2 separate regions of the Mus musculus genome follow, and region 2 is linked to region 1. Evidence: chromatin contacts called from public promoter capture Hi-C data. All regions are on one chromosome and are shown on one strand. Each heading gives the region's core, a stretch centred on a gene start, on an enhancer-like site or on the middle of the called end of the contact. The rest is flanking DNA. Distances are from core to core; before and after follow the strand shown. Region 1 holds the start of Tmem176a (transmembrane protein 176A). Region 2 overlaps Stk31 (serine threonine kinase 31).

Evidence for each region. Promoter capture Hi-C pulls out the DNA fragments that hold promoters and counts their contacts.
Region 2: a contact with region 1 is called in a promoter capture Hi-C map of embryonic stem cells, with 2.6 times the contacts expected there. The contact joins the enhancer-like site here to the promoter of Tmem176a in region 1. A contact is called at or near these places in 5 of 39 promoter capture datasets (the 3T3-L1 cell line, cranial neural crest, embryonic stem cells and 2 more).

Annotation. Positions count from the first base shown.
Region 1 is chr6:48,838,799-48,845,262 of GRCm38.p6, reverse strand. It overlaps Tmem176a (transmembrane protein 176A), which reads right to left and starts at 3,780. Exons shown (of 7, transcript NM_025326.4): 1 at 3,674-3,780; 2 at 2,862-3,059; 3 at 2,564-2,674; 4 at 1,422-1,478; 5 at 1,084-1,302; 6 at 485-595; 7 at 1-159. The coding sequence starts at 3,056. The coding sequence ends at 118. Tmem176b (transmembrane protein 176B) reads left to right here and starts at 3,889. Exons shown (of 7, transcript NM_001164207.1): 1 at 3,889-4,267.
Region 2 is chr6:49,409,656-49,416,119 of GRCm38.p6, reverse strand. All of the region lies in intron 6 of Stk31 (serine threonine kinase 31), which reads right to left. Among named protein-coding and RNA genes, the nearest start is that of Stk31, 17 kb to the right of the region's middle. Within about 2 kb of position 2,894, at least 8 of the 459 cell types and tissues checked have an H3K27ac peak or open chromatin away from gene starts, as enhancers often do. A contact at or near this core is called in embryonic stem cells and stem cell-derived epiblast-like cells, where this site is marked.

The sequences.
Region 1 (6,464 bases), core at 2,531-5,030:
GTGCTGGGCAGAACCAGGCAGTGGCCATGGCCCTGCTAGTGGGGGAGGGTCTTCTTAGTCCTGCCTGATTCTTCTTTCAGGCTTCAGTAGGAGGGACGCCCGGAGCAAGAGGAAAGGCTAGATCACAGCTGCACCCAGCAGTTTCTTCTCCTCTGTTTCCTAAGGAAGAAGCCAAGGTGAGATGTTAGTGACAGGAAGAGAAAGGGAAACAGGTTCTGTGCTCTAGGCCAGGTAATTCTGGAGCCAGCTAGAACCAGTCTCAGCAACATAGGACCTGTGACTAAAAGCGCCACAGGTCTAGGATGGATGTGGCCTTCCCTGGCTTCTTTGGATAGGAACATTGGTTGGAAACAGAGACTGTATTGGATAGGACAGAAAGACATGATTCTTTCTGGGACTCACATAATGAACTCCCTTCTTCCCTAAGCATCATGTCTCATCTATACAGCGCCACTGCCCCAAACATACCAACAGAGGGACTCACCGCCTTTGTGAAAAATCTTTTCCAGATGTAGACACATACAGGGGTGAGAGAAGCCAGGAGCAGCAGCACCCAGATACCCAAGAGCATAGCTTGGAGGCTCATGAGCAGGGTCTGAGAACACAGGGCAAAAGACAAGCGTGCTGGAGTGACGGCCACACTCCCACCCCTCTCCATTCTGTCTCCTGATCTGGGTCACTTTCTAACCATCACCTCCAAGTCTACAGCTTCTGGAATGGGGAGGGGTCATGGATATAGAGGGTAGAACTCACCAGAAACCTTTCCCACTCTCCTCAGCAGCCTGAGCTGTGACGTGAGAGATTGCTCCAGAATGGACACACATTTACCATGTTGGTAACCCTTGCCATGTTTGCAACCCTGGGCCACCCATGGTTTGTGGCTCATAGTGTTTCTTTCCCAACAGTATGTGATTCCCACAGCAGTGGGAACAGTTTCTGATTTGTTTACTCACTCCTGTATCTTTAGAAACAATCACCAAGACTAGGAGGAGAGGGACCTACTGCTGATGGAGTGCCTTCTCCCACTGGCCATCTTAGTCTCCCTGCCACTATCTGTACTTGTTCTTCTCCATGGCCGCTTACCTTTAGCATGCTTGTGTAGTATATGCACAAGGCAATCCTATCAGCTTCTTCGGGAACTGGAGTGGTTCTAGGCATGGTGGACCATCCATATGAAGAGTCTCTTTGACAGACATCATCTCCGAGAAAATACCAGTAAAAATTCAACTCACGAGACCCAATAACGATGGCAGCCACAGCGGTGCAGAAACTTGCCAGCACAAGAAGGGTCCTCATCAGGGCCTAGGTAGAGCAGAAGAGAGACCTCAAAGATTCAGTTTTAGCCAGCCTGTGTGTGATGGGGCAGGAGGTCTAGCATAGCCTTGAGGCAGAGCCTGGGTCCTGCCTGGTCCTAAACTTACCCAGCAGGTACCACCCCGTTTCTTGTGAAGGAAGGCAACAGCTCCAGCCAGCATAGCCTAAGGAGTGATTGAACCAAAAGAATCAGTATAGGACAAGTGTCTGTTAATCCCCCGCCTCATTTCCTCTGTGTTTGCCATCTGTAGTGCCAGCCACATGGCCTAGAGCATTTCCTCTGCATCTCAGATGTTCTGCTATGTTCTGTTGTCTATGGTGGAGTAACTGTGTGGGACAATGAGCTTGGAGCACAGTTGTGAGGCTGTAGGGCACTGTTTTATTGACACCTAAGTGTACACGGTTGAGTCAGGTGGGAACCTTCCTATCCATCCCAACCACCTTCTTTTAAAGTCACACTAAATTCTTCAAGAACGTTCCAGGGACCAGAGATCTTGTAGGTCAGAGTCCCATACTGTTGGAAAAGCTGGGGATGCAGAATGTGACTTTAGGCAGCCTTGGGTCCAGACACTTGTCTTAGCAGCCGTTGGGTCCATCTAACTAGGATAGAAGAACGGGGAGTCTGACGCAGTTCGGTGGGCAGATGGGTCCTGATCCTATTTGATTATTCTATAACCAGTCCATATAATCCTGCCATTGGATGGATTAGCATGGTTACTTTAATCTCTCCTCTCAATACATATGTTTTGCTGTTCTGAAAGTGTGGGTCTATCAGAAAGTCCTTTGTACCTATGACATAACCAGCTCAACCTAACCAGCTGTCGTTAAATACAATAGCACTCTTCTGACAAAATTCATCCCTGGATCCCCATAGGATGAGCATAAGGAAGTAAGAGAGCCAGAAGACAATGCTTCCTGCCTGATGCACTCCGCTTTCCCTGTCTTGAGGCAGGCATTAGAGGTAGATAAGCCCTGAGAGCCTTAACTGTTGATGACTACTGATGGCAAGGAGCTTCTGTCAGCCTGCTGGGAGAAGCATGGGACAAGAGACAAAGCTGACCTGCAGCTGCACAGGCGACCATTTCATCATTTGTCATGTACACAAGCACCAGACTGGCTTACTTAATTCAGGTCTTGTTTGGCTACATACTCTGGGGTGCCACATCAATGGTGGTGGTGGAAGGGAAGCAAAGGGACCGCCATCCCTGTGCTCTCAGACAGCCCTGGACCTTCATGATGCCACACTCACCACGATCCCAGTCCAGAAGGGGGCGCCTTCGGAATACATGGCTAAATAATGGCCTATGTAGAGGGTTCCACCCAGAACCACACTCAGAGCCCCCAGCACAGTCTGCACCACCTGGAAGAGAGAGGACTTGAAACACAGCTCTCCAGCAGCAGGGCTACCTGTTAGCTGCAACTGTCTGTACACACAGACAAAATCAACTCAATGTCTTAGGAGGACAGATGTATAGAGGAGGCCAGAGGAAAATATGGCCCAAATGAGGGTCCCTCCCTGGGCCCATCAAGCACGTAGCTACTCTCACCCAGGAGGCCACCAGCACTCTGCTGCTGCCCTGGCTCTGGGTGGAAGCGGATGCTGGAATCCTTAGCAATGAGCATCCGGCCAGCAGAAGTTTGGCCAGAGCAGACTCCTGGTGGATGTGCACATCAATGTGGGTGGGTTGTGGAGCCTCAGGGTCCACCTTGCCGACGACTGCAGTCTCCATGTCTGTGGACATCGTCTGTGAGGGAGAAAAGGAAAAGCAGGAAGAAATATTTGGCAGATGTTTCAGAGGCGGCTTGGAGTTGGGGGCTAACAGAGACACAGAATGGCTGCCCCTGGCTGTGGAGCTGTATCTTCAGCTCTTTTGGAGGGTTGTCTGTCAGGGAAGCCTGATGCTGGAGTACCCGCTTCACCCCACATTTGCTTTGTGCCCCACTGCCATGGTCTTCAGGAGCCTGATGTTTGGATCAAGCAGAACGCACACAACCTATCTCTTCACCCAACCTCTGATTGGATCTCTTCTCCCCAGCATTTTCTGAATCCAGGTCAGAGGCCAAGCCCCTTAAACAGTGTCCCCCTCTAACTGCCCCATAAGCTTCTGTTGCAATTATCTCTTCCCTACCAGGGTCCCAGGGACCACCTCACCCAGACGCCACCATCTCCTTGGATGAACGACAAGCACTGACTGACCCTGTCCCCACAGAATTGAGTGGTAGAGATGGAGGCCATACCTGTCCCTGGAGGCACACCCCAGTGTGTCCACTCCCCTAGCAAGCTCGCAGGGCGTCAGACTGGATGGATCTGGATGGACTGGGAAACGAGCTATGCTAAAGTGATGGTGGGCTGTCTTACCTGATTCCTCTGGGACCGGGGAAGTGTGCAGCAGGGAAGGCCAGAGCTCACACAGAGGCGCTGGCAGTAGTTGAGAACTTCAGCCCTGGCAGGAGGAAGAACCTGGGTGGGAGCCAGAAGGGGAGGGGGAATGGGCAGACCTCAACACTTCCTGGCAGGCAGCTGGGACTGAGGGCCCCTTTAGGGGTTTTCCAGCAGGCAGCTCCTCACTGGGCACTGGAGAGCTGGAGAAGGTGGGCGAGGTAAGAGCTGGGGTTGGCACTGATTGTTCCTGTGGAATCCTTTGATTGCACAGTGCTCTCTCTCCCAGTCAGGGATAGAGCTTTCTGAGCAGGTGCTGGCCTGTGCCACCTTGGGTGTATGAGTGTATCTGTGTCACCTGTATCCCTGCTCCAGCAGGCCTGATCATCTACTCCTGATGGACCCCCCTCAAGTGGGGCCCTTTCCTGTCAGCTACTTGCTGGCAAACTGAGAGACTCCATGTCAGGCCCCATCCCTCCACCCCCTTCTTGCTCTCCTCTCTCTGGGGTCAGCTTTAAGCCAGCTCCTCCCAGACCTCTCAGTTCCAGCCCCACCCATCGCAGAGGACAGCAGGTGAGACAGGACCCTTCACGGCCCCTTGGTAGCCCCCTTTTGAAGCATAGGGTTCCTTCTTCTCTGGAAGAGTCTCCAAGTCTACTCCTCAAGCTCCATCTTGGCTCAGGATGCTTCTCCTTCCTTCTATCTCTGCTTTCCTGTAGGACTCTGGGGAGGGAGGGATGTGTTGGACAGAGGATGTGACTCTGGAAACAGGGCTGAGGCTGGGGAGGTCAGAGTCTGGCTTTACCTTCCATAGTTATCAGTGCCTCACGCCTGCGTTCTAAGAGCAGGGCCTTTGAGACCACGCAGAGGTGGGACAGCTGTGGGGACACGGGGTGTTCTTTTTCTTTGTTTCTGAACACTGGGAGGAGGGATATCAGAGAGCCACTATCTGGAGCGGTGCCAGAAGTGGTGAGAGGCTTCTTGGTGCCTAGGGCTTTAGTTCCTGCTCTGCAGAGGAAGCAGAGGGATTCTGGGTGGCCAGGGCAGGGATAGCACTGGGGGTCTAGAGGGGGCCAGCACCCAGACAACTGAGACTTTATTCCTGGAACCTCAAGGGAAGGTGTGAACCTGAGGCCTTCATTTGTGTTTCTCTTCGTCCCTCCTGAAAAGTTGTCAGACTCCTGTGCTTTCGGCTCTGAGGTGCACGGGTGAGTGGAAGGTGCTCCGTGGCGTGGGGGAGAACATGAAGGGATGCAAAGGGAAGTGACTGGAGTGGCCGTCAATATCCAGTCAGAACTGATGCTTAACCAGACTGCCCAGGAGAGCCACTGGGCAGAACTTCTTTTGGACAGAGGCAAGCCATCAGAGGGGCTAAATGGTTGTTATAAGCCCATAACAGGAGACAGTGGGAAGCTGTGTTAAGCTCTGTGCTGATTAGAATGGAGGCCACGCTGAGGAAGTAATCAGGCAGAATATGAAGACCTCATGGGCCTGCCTGAGGCCCTATGGAAACTCGGAACAGTGGTTTTATTCAGTGGGAGAAAAGTAATATATACCACAGACCACAGTAGAAACTGTTTTTCAGAAATTAATACCTGGACCAGCACCATAGGTCCTTGCCTCTGTATCTACCAAATTATGATATACAGTCCAAAGATCAACATCTTTTTTAAAATTACTGCATGTTTGTAATTTAAACATGCCTGTTCATGTGGGTGTGTGACTAGGGGTGCATATTGCCGGTCGTAATTTTCAGATATAAAAGAACTTCTATGAAAAAAATCAGGACATGTGAGGAGGAGGAACTCACAAAAGCATAAACTAAAAAATGCCTTTCAAAACAAATAGCCAGCCAGCCACTGAAACGGTGAGAGAACCAAGCTGGAGAGCCAGGGAAGAGGCTTTATGTGGGGAGAGTCCTGGGGAATCGTTATTTTTATTTTTCAGACAGGATCTCATTGTGTATACCTGGCTGACCCAGAACTTGCTATGTAGTCCAGGCTATCCTCCAACTCACAGAAATCTACCTGCCTCTGCCTCCAGGGTGTTGTGTTTAAAGGTGTGTGCCACCACACATGGAGGGAACTTTTTACAATACACACATTCCTATGCCTTGATTGTAGCTGTGTTTGGATGAAGATAGACATTTGTCAGACTTCAAGATAAGCATTGAAAATGGAGCAAGTGTTTGCATTAAATGAAAACCTACAATAGAATGTGATATCTCTTAGGTAAGAAAGCAGAAGTAGCTGGCACACTCCATGGAGGTTGGGGGAAAGCCGCTCCATTCTTGGATGAAACGCCTATGTGGTCATTGCTACCACATCTGCTGGGGGCGGGGGGGGGGGTGTCACTGACAACAGCCACTAAAATGCATTATTCTTTCCACCCTGGTTGTCATACAAAGGGGTTGGAAATAACCTGCGTGCCTGTCAATAGGATACTCTTTCAATATTATGACACACACACACACATAGGGGTACTATGCAGTCATACAAATGGAAGCTTTGGATAGACTGGTGTTTTGTGTGTCTCTGTGTGTGTGTGTAAACTCAGGTTCCTTTTCGTCCCACTGAGTGAGACCAAGCCAAGCTATGTTAGGCAGCCTTATGTTACTGTGAATAAAGCAACTTGAAGGAGGGTTGATTTATAGGTTTGTTGGCATGGATTGCTGTTTTTGATGTTTTGAGCTGAGATAAGGCCATTGCTCTGGGCCGCAGGCAAGGCAAACACAAAGGAAGAGGGACTGTGTCCTAGAGGCTGCTTGCCT
Region 2 (6,464 bases), core at 1,645-4,144, 570 kb before region 1:
TTGCCAGCATGCCTGGCTGGGATGATGTCCTAAGGAGCTATCGTTTTAAAAAGAATTCTGGCACCTCTAAAAGGAATTCAACAAAACATAATTATTTTAAAGGCAAAGTCAGATACTTTGATTTTAAACTAAAACAAGAACAAAGAAGTAGAATCTCAAAACACAAAACAGATGCTACATTATGGCTCAGTGGGCTTGCTACCACATCGGGCAATCTAAATTTAATCTTCAGAAGCCACATGGTGAAAGGAGAAAAACAATTCTCACAAGTCCTCTGATTTCCACATATGCCATGCCACATGCTTCCCCATACATGTACATATACATATAGTAAATAAATGTTAAAGAATTTCAATTACAAAATACCAGGATCTTTTTTTAAATCACCAAATTTAAATTACAAAATGTGAAACACTAGGAAACATTTATTCAAATCTCCCTTAAACAGAACTTTAAGGAGGCCATTTATCAGCACCATCATATGAGAAACTAGCTACTTCCTAACTTTTCATTATTACCAACACACCACACTGAGAAAAGGTGTAATAAAATGTATTTGAGATTGGAAAGCATCTTAAGACTTCATTTTACCAGGAACTTTTACTGTTGAGAACCTTAATTCTTGTTAACAATAAACATGCTCTGCATGTCTTGGTCAAAGTATTGGCTTATAAGTTATTGGGTATGATTAAAAAGGTGTAACATTGGTAACAAGAAAGTTAGCTTAAAATTGGTAACTCAGGGTTAGAGTCATTTTAAACAATCACACGTGGCATAAACCAGCCCAGGAAACTAGACCTCTAAGGATACTTCTAAATTGGGATAATATTTTATGTAATTTTTATCCTAGAAAGTAGACTTATAAGAGATAAGATTTAAAACAATGTCTCTTTAATAAATCATTAAAATTTGCACTGTCATGCATTCATATGTACAAATTGGCAGCCAAATTTTGTAATGTGAAAGTGATGTTTCTGGTATTGATTTTTAAGAAAAATTGTTTAAAATTGGGTTTTGCTTTCCAAAAGTTATAGTTATATTCTAATATTGCAAAAGAAACTTTAAAATTCTGGAATCTGTCCTCACTGCAAGAGGAATAATCTTTGTTTGGGCCAGGACTCAGGCAGTATGCTCAGATTAAGAAATAATTACATTTGAATTAATGCAAAGCTCAGGGGAGCTTCAGAGAGGCTTGTGTGGCATTTCTTCTGTTTTGCAAACCCTGCCTAGGGAAGTTCTTGGGACCTCACCTCTCCTTGCCTCTGGGGAATATTATTTTTAAGCTAAAACATTATTACAGATCTATCCAGGTATTATTCAAAATAAAGTTTAAATTTTAGATTTATGAAAAGTCAATGAGGCTGTAGAGCTTATAGAGGCATTACAATCTGGCTTGCCTAGTACATATAGAATTATTATAGATTTGGAAGGTTGTTTTTTCCTTTGCATTGTAAAGGGTTTGCTACCAGTGAGCTTGTGATCATTGGAAAGTTTTGCCTCTAGGTATGGCTAGTAGCCTTATGTTATATAAGAAAAAAAATTTTTTTTCTGTCTCTACTTCAATATAAGAAGATAAGACTTTGAATCCTTCAGTGTATATTGTTTCTTAAATGGAATATATTACTTCAACTCTTTCCTCTCACACAATGAGCTTTAAAGTTCTGGAGAGTAGCTGATGAGCCAGAAAATATTCAAAGGCAATATCTTTTTAATATTTAGGGTCTTAGTTATCCTAGAAAGATTGTGGTACAGAAAATTTAAGAAAGAAAAGATGATTTGCTTACTTCAAATTATTTTCAAAAGCTTCCAGGAGATGTTAATTGGCTAAGACCTTACCTTAATGCCTTAAGGTGACTTAAGCCTTTGTTGGATGTTATCAACGGAGAGGCAAATTAACTGGTGAGAAACAAAAGGCTTTGCAGAAAGTAGAGGAAGCTTTTATAATTAATTGTTATCAATTTTAATCAATGGTAATCAAATATTAGCTGCTTATTTTAGTTATTGTTACTCAGTGTGCCCACAGCAATTCTTTGGCAAAAGAGAACATTAATGTAAAATCATCTTTCTTCATCTCCAAGTAAAGTTTTAACATCCTATTATGACATTGCTGTGGTGCTAATAAAGAATTGTAAGATAAAATCATGAAGGAATTTTAGAAAAACAACAACAACAACAACAAAAATGTGTCTTAAAAACCTGACGAGGCATCTGTTCTTTGTTCCAAACAGCAATTAAATTGGTTATTGCAGAATATTGATATTTGGCCTACTGCATAGACTTTCTAGGTAAAACTGATAATTATTATCCAAAAGATAAGTTGTTAAAGATTGCTTCTATGCATGCTTTTGTATTTTCTGTAAATTTATGCATGCATGCATCCCATAAAGACTACATCTACTGTATTTAAAAACAGCCCTTCTATGGGAGAAAAGTATATGTGATTGGATCACATGTTTATTCTTTTGAGTTTCCTCCTGCTTCAGCACAGATAATTAAATTGTGTGCTGTAGCCAGTGTTTTAAAATGTTGAAAAATCAAGCTTTAATTTATATACTAATAGTCTATATATACATATGTACATAACAACACCACAGAGCTGTGTTTGTGCAAATAAACACAAACAAGCTGCACATGCTCCCGAGGATGGATAAGAATAAGTTATTTGAAGACCACAATCCTAAGACATGCGTGGCCGCCAGCCACCATAATTCCCAGGCAGGACCATGGAGCATAAGTAAATTTTAAGTCCCAGTACAGCTAATTTTTATTATATAATTAGGGAGGAATTGTAGCCTCCCCCAGCCTTGAGCAGGCTGGCTCAGACCTGTTCCTCCTCTATGAACAAGACCACCTAGGGTGGAGTCTTCCAACCTAGATAGGTCTATTGTTCTGCCACCTCTGCCATTTTCTCCAAGATGCAGCTACCTGCTGAGATGCTGAACCTGTTCTCCTGACTCTATCCAGATGAAAGGAGATCCTGGTGTGATGGGGGATGGGATGGGTTCCCCCCACCCCACCCCCCACTTTATAAGCTCAGACTCTTAAGTAAATTTTGGGCTTTGATCAGTATCTTTGTCTTGGTCTCGTTATTTCTCTCACCATTTTCTCCCATGCAGCCCCAGCCTCCCTTTCAGGAACCCGGTTCAAGTAGCCTACAGTTATCTCTATCCAAAGTCTCCATAAATATCAAAAACTGGAAGTTCGTAGAGAAGAGGAAGGTACTATTAAGGGAACTAAGAATAGGGAGGCTATATTTGAACCCCAGTTCACTGGCCCAGATAGAACTCTGTTCACAGAGAAGTTAAGCAAAGGGACCTCAAGGCTAGTATCAAGCTTTAGTGTCTTTGCTGAGTCCTTTGGTGTAGCAAGATCTTTATAAAGTAAGAAAGGCTATGGCAGATGTCAGTAACTTAGACCAACATGTAAAGAGTATCTGAAAAATAAAAGAAGCTAAAGGAGAAATATTCTTTTAAGGTTAAGCAGAAAAAGAGGCCTGTCTAGGTTCTTCTAGGTGAAGTAGTATTTATGTTGAGCTAGGGTTGCTAAGGAAAAATCTGATAGAAAGGCATTGTGTGCTAAGGAGCATCTGCCTAAGGAGAAGACATCCTTGACAGAATACAGATGAAGCACACAAGCCTGTCCCAGGAGTGGGTGATCCCCCAGACCAAGGAGGGGACACAGCAAAAGATAAAGCTGGGGTGTAGACTGTTCGCCCAGCTAGAACTGCCCCGACAGCCAGGGATGGTGAATGGGAGGCTGGAGGCATGTGCCAACCCAGGGTCACTCTGACCTAGTGAGCCAGAGGTGCAGCGGGAAAGCAGGGCCACATTTACCTTTGGCCTTGAGTATGTCTGAGCCGACTAAGTCAAATCCACTGAGTTGATCAGGTGTGGAGAAATGAGGGAGGCTCCCAGAACAGGCTCCAGGTCATGTAAACATAATAGTTCAGAGAGAATCGCCAAGGATTACAGAGAACAAATTAAGTTAGCACCTCCTATCTATGCTTTGTACCTGACCTTGATCTTTGGAGGAAGCAAATTGATGGAACCTTTCCATGCTGTATTAGACCTTGCTCATTTCAACCTTAGTTATCATCTTAGTTGTGAACTTCTAGGCTCACCTGACACTTGCTGAGGATGGATGACAACTGACTTTCAGGTGTTTCACCAAGGTTATCTTTGGAACCCACTGATCTGTTATGAGATAGTAGTTCCGGAAGTTGCCTTGTCCTGCCCATTCACTGGAAAAGGTTTTGTTACATAGATAACATAATGCTTACCTGTATTTTGCAAATTTGTAAAGTCACTGGAGAAACAATCAGATATAGTATACTTCTACCTACCTTACAACCCTACTGGGGTGGGTTAATTAAAAAAAAAAAATCCAAAAGTTACCCTACATGGGTAAAAAAGGACATTCCAGAGACCATAAGGTTATTAAATAAAAACTCCAGTGCCAGGAGAAGTTTTTTCTAGATGGTTATGATGTGCCTGTTAAACTCTCATCTAAACACATGTATTTAGATGTATCAGCCTCAACTCATAACCCCTGAGAAAACTCCTGAGATCAAGTGATTGTTACTGTGACATGGTGACCTATAGTAGACATCTATAGTCAAACCTTTTAACGCTCAGGAATCATTGTTGAAGAGGGGACAAAGGAGTCAAAGGAAGGGATATAGTATTGTGTAATAGTTTCCATTCTGTAGGAATCTCCTTAAGCAAAAAGGTAAATAACTCAAAATAGCTTCAGGAAATCTCTGAAACTAACTAGATTCATCAGGCCCCTCCTTGCCTGAGTAAGCAATAAATGCTGAGAGTCCCTCTCAGAAGAGGAAGCTGAACTGTCAAGAAGACTCTGAGATGAGCTGCCACAAAGACTCAGACAAGCCAAACTACAAAAAAGACTCTCAGAGGAAAAAAGCTTTAAAAAACAGTCCTTGATACCAAAATAGCTCCTGAGGAAGCAAAATCCAGCCCAGCTCACTCAAAGAGGTTTAGACCAAAGGCACCTGGAAAGGATATTCTCTGAGAAAGCAGCTGAGCTGCCTGCAGGGTGTGCAGGGCACTCCAAGTTCCCAGCTTTGTGAGCTGTCACCCACACTGGGTAGGCTTTGGTAATCAAGCCTTTGAGCTTGGTGACTCATTTCTGCTCTTGTAAGTAACCTAATAAAACTCTTTGGTTCACCAAGTTTGGACTTTGGTGATATTCGCACTTTGGTCTGTCATGGGATCCCTCCCTATCTGTCGTGAATAGACGTGTGTGTGTCTCCCCAGAAAAGTTTTGTCACACAACAAACAAAAGGGGAAAAAAGTTTATTTGCCTTACAATTCCACATTGTATTCAACACTGTAGGGAAGTCACAGAAGCTGAAACAGCCAGCAATACCCACTTCCTTGCTTAAAAGTAGAGAGAAAGCCGGGTGTGGTGGCGCACACCTTTAATCCCAGCACTCAGGAGGCAGAGGCAGGAGGATTTCTGAGTTCGAGGCCAGCCTGGTCTACAAAGTGAGTTCCAGGACAGCCAGGGCTATACAGAGAAACCCTGTCTCGAAAAAATAAATAAATAAATAAAGTAGAGAGAAATGAATATACCCACGCTTATTCCTTATTCCTCTCATCTAGTTATCTCACTTAAGATACCCTACCAGGGAATGGTACTGCCCACAAGTACGGTCTGAGCCTCTCCACATCAACTAGCAATCAAAACAAGCTCTCAAATGTCCACAGGTCAACTTGATCTAGATAATTGTCCTCAATTGAGACTCTCTTCCCAGGTTATTCTAGTTTGTGTCCAGCTATATTAAAACTATCATATTGCCTAAAATATAAATCTGATTACTTGTAATACTAATAATTTCAAACTACTGATATTTATGGACAGGGTTAAAGACCACTGAGGGGTGCTCAAGATTTAATCCCCAGTATTCTAAAACAAAACAAACCAATACATTCACAAAGACAAATGTCAACAGAATTTTTTCATCATATAAAAGACAATCCTTTTAAATTTTTACAGAAGAAACTATTCACATTCAGGGTTTTGTTATTGTTGTCTGTTTTTCCACATTTGTTTTATTCACTTACATACATACATCCACTTATTTGATCATTAAGAATGATTACCTACCAAAGACGAGGACAAATACATAATTGTTTTTCATGCATTTGAAGGGGTCTGGCCAGCTAGAGCACAGCAAGCAAACATTGCTCTGGCAGGCTGTGTGCTTCTCCCCAGTTCCTTCTGCTTTGCTAAAAACTTAGAACTATCCACCAAGGTCTATTCCCTTATTTGGCTGCTGCCTCCTCCTGAGGCTGATCACCAAGGCCCACCTATCAAACTATTTAAGTCCAGCAATCAAAAGCCCCTTACACTCACCTAATTAACAGGTTTCCCTTCGTACCTCTATAAACTGCCATTTTCCTATGTGCTATGTCTGTCTCCTCTCTATCCAAGGGAGTCCT